2 separate regions of the Danio rerio genome follow, and region 2 is linked to region 1. Evidence: chromatin contacts called from public Hi-C data. All regions are on one chromosome and are shown on one strand. The core of a region is the stretch at or near the end of the contact, and the rest is flanking DNA. Distances in the headings are between cores, read along the strand shown.

The links. A called contact is a pair of places that touch in the nucleus more often than the background predicts.
Region 2: a contact with region 1 is called in a Hi-C map of hematopoietic stem cells, with 2.1 times the contacts expected there. The contact joins the promoter of tcea1 here to the promoter of ankrd33bb in region 1. A contact is called at or near these places in 1 of 18 Hi-C or Micro-C datasets (hematopoietic stem cells) and 1 of 4 datasets of contacts at active chromatin or transcription factors (embryo).

Annotation. Positions count from the first base shown.
Region 1 is chr2:33,489,065-33,493,394 of GRCz12tu, reverse strand. ankrd33bb (ankyrin repeat domain 33Bb) reads right to left here and starts at 2,622. Exons shown (of 4, transcript XM_021467496.3): 1 at 1,463-2,622. The coding sequence starts at 1,915.
Region 2 is chr2:33,697,961-33,702,541 of GRCz12tu, reverse strand. It overlaps tcea1 (transcription elongation factor A (SII), 1), which reads right to left and starts at 2,386. Exons shown (of 10, transcript NM_199994.2): 1 at 2,188-2,386; 2 at 1,293-1,355; 3 at 1,098-1,203. The coding sequence starts at 2,262. It overlaps LOC101882676, which reads left to right and starts at 2,698. Exons shown (of 3, transcript XR_012392620.1): 1 at 2,698-2,761.

The DNA of each region.
Region 1 (4,330 bases), core at 1,373-3,872:
CTGATAATGGCTGGCTGTAATGTCAAGAATGGATAAATTATGTGATGATTGTCACTGTACGACTAAGACAGCCATGGGACAATCTTACATTCTGTCATTAGAAACAGCTTCAATTAATTCTTTATGTCAGTCAAACAGACAAAACTCAGCAGTTTGAGGCTTTGTTAGGCATTGTTTACAGCACTGAGTTTGGTCCTCCAGAATGGATCAGTATGCTAAAACACAGCCATGATCCTGCAGTCTCAGACAGGGGCTGGGGAGCAGCAGCTCATTTAAATTTAAATTAATATAAAGCAAAACAGCTCACTTTGAACTGAGGTGCTTTTGACAGGGTAAAAACAGTGTTTATATACACGAGTTGAGAAATTTAATCAAAGTAAGTCTTAGACGTTTCATTAAGGCCCTAAGAATCATATCAACTTGTGTAAAATGGGTATCCAATGTCATCTTTAATCGTTAATAGAGAAGTGCACTATGGACTCTCTCATGACATATAAATCAAACTGATACAGCTGTTGGCTGCACGTGTCACACTTTCAGGTGCATGCAGTCCAGAGTTGATCACAAACTATGGATTAAACCCTGAGCTAACAGAGAATAATATCAAGTGTTGTGAAACCACTTAACCTGATCTTAACCAGTTTAGATTTGCCAACCCAAAACTTACTCTGCAAGCCTTCAGGACTGTTGCTAAATATTAGCTAAATATGTACATGTAATTTACAAAAGAAAGTCAATTTATAATTTAATTAAGTTTTTGAATCTGTAGCGCTATCCCAGTTGGTCAGATTTGCTGTAATTTTTATAATAAAATAATCCTTATAACTAATATACAGTTATTTTCATAGAAAAAATCGTTTATAATCTATATGGTGATGTAAAATATGTCATTTTTATGAATAATATATATATTGAATATTTATTTTTTATATATTTATATATATTTATTTTTTTTTTCCTTTTTTTGTTGCGAAGCAGTGGCGCAGTAGGTAGTGCTGTCACCTCACAGAAAGAAGGTCGCTGAGTCGCTGATTCGAGCTTTGGCTCAGTTGGCGTTTGTTGGCGTTCGGCTCAGTTGTTCTCCCTGCCTTCGCGTGGGTTTTTTCTGGGTGCTCCGGTTTCCCCCACAGTCCAAAGACATGCAGTACAGGTGAATTGGGAAAGCTAAATTGTCCGTAGTGTATGAGTTTGTGTGTGAATGTGTGTGTGGATGTTTCCCAGAGATGGGTTGCGGCTGGAAGGGCATCCGCTGCGTAAAAACTTGCTGGATAAGTTGGCGGTTCATTCCGCTGTGGCGACCCCTGATTAATAAAGAGACTAAGCCGACAAGAAAATGAATGAATGAATGATTTTTGTTGTGAAAAACCTGGCAACCCTGAGTGAGAATGTTTAGGATACCTGTTTGAAAACAGTCATATTTATCATTCAGTTGATTGGCATTTACATATTCATAAAAACTTACTCTGTTATTTTTGTCCACTTCTCGCACCTCTGCCTCAGTCACACCTTGTCTTATCATGATCTTGACGATGATGACGTTGTTGCTGCAGCATGCCTTGAAAAAGCTGACTGGCTCTGGGCTCTCAGGACTCGGGCATTTCTCGAAGCTGAGCGAATCATCAGGTGGGTAGAAGGAGTCATCTGATGCCATGCTTCTGCTATCTGGAAGTTTTGAGAAGTCCAACTCCTCAAACTCCTGGTAGACATCATCATCGTCATCATCATCATCATAAAAATGGTGGTCTTCATCATCATCTGCATAGTAAGAGTCCTCGTTTGGCTCTACAACAGTGGAGCTCTGAATGGAGGACTCCTCATTGGTCCAGCCTCTTGCTCGGTTGTCCTCAGTGTCATGTTTGTGAACCTTGACCAGAACAACACCTCCTGCAACACCATTCTCAGTTATTAGCACCATTTAACAATCCGACAGGTGCAGCACAATAGCAAAAATCTTCCAGCATCCAGAATGAAACCGTCACATAATGAATATTAATCCTCAAATCCAGTTCTTGACCCGATTACCTGTATTACATGAAGAAAACCTGTGGAAACAGAAGTCAAACCAGAGTCATCTTCTCCAGATCATCCACATCCTGTGCTCTTCATGAGCAAGTCCAGCTTTGGTTTTTGGTTGTCATATACATACCCTTGTTTTATTTCCAACTAAATTATCCCATGATTCACGACTTGACTAGCTCTGTGATCCAGTCCGAGTCTTGTTGGAAAATTCACCAATAGTTCAAAGGATTCAACAAGACTTCCATCGGAAAATGCTCTGACTGGCATGGTTACTGTTTGGAGAGAAGCCTCCTAATCCCCTTAGTCTCTTTCTGTCTCTATTCCTCCCTCCCCTTTCACAGTTACATGTGCCGAACAGTAATCTTACTGTCCGAGGAATCAATGCAGAATCATTTCTTCTTCCAGGCATTGCAGCAAATTTGCATTCAGGAATGATGAGCATGGCAGCACCAAACACTGCTGATGTCTGTTTATACATAGGAACTTCAGACTAGCACTGTGATGTACTATTATTATTCTCTATGGGTCTATTTTTAGCCAACTTTGATACTCACAAGCACATTCACTGTGTCTTTCCACACTTTGATAGTCTGTTTTGACTGTGATCTACCATTGGCTCCACAAGCCTTCTCGCCGGATTAGTGGAAGGTTAATTGGATGCAGCAGAAATAACATGCTGTTGTGGATAAGCTGTTCTTTCATTTGTGTCCTATACAATGATAACAAACACAATCTACACACACTGCCACTTTTAATGTTTTGGCCACACAAAAACTGCCGCTGCCAAACTACAATCCTTGGATTATGAGGTTTTGGGATGATGTACTGTATAAAGGCATGTTTTGTGTTGATGTTTCTGGTCAAAATACATTAGAAACAGCACATCCTAGAGGTTGTTTGGAGTAAATAAAAAACGATCAACTTCTGTATTTAGTATACAATTATAATTGAATAATTTTTATTTTTATTTTCAGTTATTAATTTGCCTTTTTTTATTTTGTTAAAAGATTTTATTGCTTTTTGATAGACTTCAGTGTAAAAGGTTAGTATCATTAACTTTTGTTTATTAGTTGGCCAGGCTACTTCACTCATTTTTCAGTATTTTTTATTTCACAGGGTTTCTGCAGGTTTCATCAAGTCAAACTTAAGACTTTTTAGGACCCTTTTAAGACTATTATGAATTAAATTTTAGACTTATAGAGGGTTAAACACTAATGATTATTTCTGATGGCCCGGTTGCTATAAAAAAAAATCAAATGTAATTATTTCTCAGTGACATACTTTAATGTGTTAAAACAAAATTATCGTAGTTAAATGTATACACTTTTTTCACCATAATATTTATTTTCTTTTTTTAAATGACACATTTAACATCATTAAAATTAAATTTATTGTGGAGGCATTTACATAAATAATCTAAATTATATGTTTGTTGGCTTTTAGTCCAAATTGATTGAGTAACTTCTATTAAACCTAATGCATTTCTGTTATAAAACCTTAAGTTTCATAATTATGTCTACTCCCCCTTATTTCTGTAATAATTTGTTATAAGCTTTGTATGAATGAAAGATAATGTAAAGGAGTATATTGTTCTGTTATTATCATGGGGAACTGTGTAATTGTTTTTAGTTTTCTTTCCCTGATTTTACTAGGATGGATTGTTGGTGATTGGATGGATGTCGGCCCGAATGGGTATAGCTTTATGGACAAAGGAAATTGAACCCCTGGTTAAAATGATGTAAAACACAAAACGCAATATTTACATGGATTTAAGACTTTTTAATGCCTAAAATATTGTTTTTAAAATTTTAGACATAAGACCCAGCAGACACCCTGATTTCAGTATTAGGCTACTTTTTGTCATAAATGCTGATTAAAGCGGTACATTCTAAGAACACTGTGTGAAGCATATTACAGTTTTTTCAGTCACTTTGGTCCATTTCTCAGATCAAAATTGAAATACTCAAAACTACTTGTTCAATCTTTTAATCATTGTTACATCAGAAAAGTAGTTTCTCTTTCCTTTGAACAAGTCACATGCCTTTTTCTACATCCATGCAAATGATTATGTGCAATTCTCTGATGTTTCCTACATTATCAGTTGCTTATGTCGCTGATCAAAATGTATTATTTTGGTCTGTTTTACAATCTCATCTTTGTGATGTTTTTTCATACAATGTAACAAAAAAAAAAAAAAAACCTCGGAAATTGTACTTTCTTATTGCTGGCTACTAGACTGAGTGTAAACTGAGGCAATACTTTCAGTTGATTTTTAACATGACACTCTTCATTTAGCCGCCTGCGGTGTTTT
Region 2 (4,581 bases), core at 1,137-3,636, 210 kb before region 1:
TCCTGCTCGATTTTGGGAAAAATCATTATCACGATTATTTTGGTCATAATTGTAATCATGATTATTCAAAAGGATTATTAGTTGAAGTCAAAATTATTAGCGCTCCAGAACATTTTTTTTTAAATAAATTTTTCCCAAATTGTGTTTAACAGAGCAGGGAATTTTAACAGCATTTCCTCTAATATTTTTTCTTCTTGAGAAAGTCTAATTTGTTTTATTTTGGCAAGAATAAAACAAGGTTTAAATATTTTGAAACCTATTTTAAGTTCAATATTATTAGCCCCCTTAAGCAATGTATTTTGGATTGTCTGCAGATGAAACTACTATTATACAATGACTTGCCTAATTACCCTAATTAAGCCTTTGAATCACACTTTGAATCTGAATGCTTGTGCTCTGAAAAAACTAGGAAAATATTATGTACTGTCATCATAGCAAAGATAAAATAAATCTGTTATTAGAACTGAGTGATTAAAACTATTATGTTCAGAAATAATAATAAAAAATCTTCTTTCCGTTAAACTTGAATTGGGGAGGAAAAGGGTTGCTAATATTCAGGAGGGCTAAAAATTCTGACTTCAACTGTATATATACAGTTATTTTTCACCCTGCAAAGGAAAGAGAAATAAATACAAGAGAATAAAAATATGAAACAAACAGTGCTTTAAGCATCTTCACTGTAAGAAAAACACTTTAGCTACAAACAAGTCAAGAGCAGTGAGTGATTTTGTCCTTTTGTTGTTTGATTAATAATGATGGAAACAGGCGGGAGCAGGAATATTGCGCTGTCACTTTAATGACTTCTCTTTCACGTGTCATTTGATTCTCAAAAGTAATTGTCATTTGAATAAGTCACACTTGTAAATAATTGCTCGTCGTTAAATTATTTTTATTACATCAAGTACACTAATTGTTCTTATATTTAGATACAAGCATTAGTTTGCTTATTACAAAATTACATTTTTATTTTGAAGTATACAATTTATTAACAGAGGACTACATATGGATAATGTGGTTAACTATAACTTTAAAATAAAATTAGATGGAAAAATCATAAGGATAAAAACGTTTTTTCTTAAACATTTGTCTTTTCTTACCCAGCAACTTCTTCCAGGACTTGATCAAAGACTTGGCCAGTGAGGTCACTTCGTCATCTGTGCTCTGTTTGCGGATGGCATTGACTGACATCCCGATTCTCGTGGACTATTTATAAGAATGCAAAGAAAATTTCTTATTATAAAATGTAATTGTCGAGTGATGAAGCACGAATGATGTGAAGAGAGGAAACGTACCTGCAGTAGTTCCAGGGTCATGGGTATATTCTTTAGTTCCTTTAATAAGTCCAGAGCACCAACCTTCAAAAAAACAAACAAAGATTTGGTAAAATGTAACTCAATATAATAGTTTAACATGCACATTAAAAAGTATGAACATTTATAGCATAACAGAAAAGTAATTTAGTACACATTATTTACAATAAAAATCATTAGATTATTCACAATGGTCCCAATAAAGAATAAAAAGAAGGAAAATAAGAGGAAAATAAAACAACAGAAATCAAACAAAAAACAAAGAAATATCAATAGGCTATCTGATCTGAGGATAGAAATAGAAAAGATAAAAAAATATTAAAAGTGTATAGGGCAAAATAAGAAGATAACAGCGATTTGGAGATTTTCTAGATTATACATTTTGTCGTGCAAATTGTAGCATGAGCACTTCAATAACACGCGCGTGTTTACAGTGACGTCAACAGCAGCCACTTTGTAGCCAAACTTCTGCTAATTAGCATCACTTTAACTCACTTCTACACAACAATTAGTTTTTAGAAATTGTGGTTTCATATGTTTTATTATAATAAAGTAAGAGACTAATGTCTTGTTTGTTTTGAGATGAAATCAGTTGCATTACTGCCTCCCGCTGACTGACCCCGTGCATTTATCCGCGCTAACAGCAGCTAATGTTGCTAACTGCTCTGCTAGGTGATCAAATTATTAAAACAATAAACTGAACCACTATACACAAAGCTCGTTTGACATTTGGCCACAAAAGCTATTACAAAATAGATCCCTATGATCGATGTGCATTATGAAATAGGCGCTTCTCAATGAATGTAACTGTTAGCTTGTTATGTATCAATGTAGCCTCGTCCGAGACAGGGAATTCATTCATGACAAAACACCTCACCCCGTTCTTTTTCTGTGCCATTTTATCCATCTTCTTCGCGATCCGGATGATCTCTTCTTCTTCCTTTTTGCCCATTGTTTATGTTTTATGGCAGATTTTCAAATTAAACGTAGTATAAATGTTTAAAAAAACGTAAAACACCCCGCGAACACACCACTCCACCGGCGGCGACCGTAGCAGCTCTGATAGGAAGGCGTGTCTATGAAAAGCCCTCAGACATCACTAATCAACCCATTGAAACGCGCTTTGATTGAATCGATGTAAAGTCCAGGCAACATTAATCAAAAATATCCAGCGCGCCTCACTTGAGAAGCGATTCAAATTAATGAATAATTTCATACAGGGAATTATTGAACGACAAACAAATATATGAGCCGAAAGATACACACAATACTAGTAAAAACGATGAGCCCTTGGATAGTATACAGCAATTTGTGCTGTGATTTTGATTAAAAACGGTCTGGTCTGTGAGCGACCAGCAATTTGTACATGCAACACTAGGGCGCGCTCGTGCTCGATTTACAATGAAACAGATTGACAACAAAACGACACGGTTTTGATGTCTGGTGAGGTGGTAATGTACTCATGTTTTCTTCTGCTTTCAGTAAATTGTTTTTCTAAATAATTAGGTGAACTTATTTTCGTGCATAGAAGTTTTGATGCCATGGGATGTCTGTGAATTGGTTGTCCGACTAACCAGAATTTAATGTGTAATTATAAAATTGAAAAACTGACAATGAAACTAAAATTTTCACCAACAAGTGCTAACGACATGGAAGCTTATTTAATCACAACTTCTCTCCACAACGTTTTCTTATTGGGAATATTGCCAATATCTTGTAAACGAAACAAATCACTATTCTTTCACAATTTGTTTAACTATGGACTATATTAGTTAATAAATCATTTAATAAAGGAACATTATTTACATTTACAGAATTTATCGCAAGATAGAAAATTCCTATTACATTACATGAAATGTAATTTATGATACTAACGGTAAATACCTGGTATACATATGCTGTACAAAAGCAGTGTATGTACACGAGCGGTTTCTGTTTGTCCTCCTAGACCTAAACAGACCTCAGTCGGTTTTATCTGTTACTCTGGATTTAAGCCTAATAATCCCAAAATTAGACCTTTGGCCTAAAAGAAAAAATGTCTAGACCATATGTTTTTTTTTTTTTTTTTTTTTTTTTTTTTGCTGGAACAATATATTTAATATTGTAAACTGGACTCAAGTACCTAAATCTTTTTTGTTATTACAAATAAGGCTAAAGAAATATCATTTAAATTACTTCATAGAGTTTATTCTACAAAAAATATATAAATATTTCTACAAAATTTGAAATTGATATTCAGTTAGAGTGCTGTTTTTGTGAAAGCTTTAATGAAACTATTTCACATTTGTTTTGGTCTTGCTAAAATACTCGGCTTAATGTTGAAGCTTTTATTGCTCAAAATATTTTAAAATCATTTTTCTTATCTTATAAATATGTGATTTTGGGTAATATTGTTAAGGATCGCTCTTTAAATTATGCTGGTTTAATTATAAACTTTATTTTATTATTATGTAAATTTGACATATAAATCCGTTTCCCAATTGCAAACCTGTCTTCATGGTGCTAGCAAAAAGATTCAAATCTATATAAAAGTGTTTTCTAAGTCTAAAAATACAAAGGCAGTTAAAACAGTTATAGCTTTGCTCCTCCTTTAACATTTTTGCATAAAAATGTTTGTATATATGCATTTCCTGCAGTACAAGTACATTTATTAACGCTTGTTAATAGCTAAAATAATATATTTGTATCTAATTTGATTACTATGTACCCTCACCTCTGTTTTTTTTCTCATTTATTGCATTTTTGTTAAGAAATGTAAAGTGATTTTGTTGTATTGGAAAAATGTACACACTGGTTCTTGTTAATAAAAAAGAAACTAACCAGATAATGAATTGATAAGTTAAAGCATTGTTTCTCAACCACGTTCCTGGAGCACCACCATCACTGCATGTTTTGGGTGTCTCCTTTGCCTGTCACACCCATTACAGGTCTTTCAGTCTCTGCTAATGAGCTGATGATCTGACTCAGATGTGTTTGGTTAAGAAGACATAGAAAATGCGCAGAGCTGGTGGTCCTACAGGAACGTGGTCAGGAAACACAAAGTTAGAAGATTCTGACGTAATGAAAAATGATAGATATAATTGAGAAACAACGTGTGTGTTTATATAAGGTCTGCATTAGAAGTTTGTTTGAATGTATAGTATATTGAATAATGATTAAAGCTTTAATGTACACAAGAACCTTTTTAATTAACAAAAAAACACCGGCATAAATAGCAGAATTGTATGTGTATATAATGATGCCCTTCTGTGGATTGTGAAGTGTTGTGAAC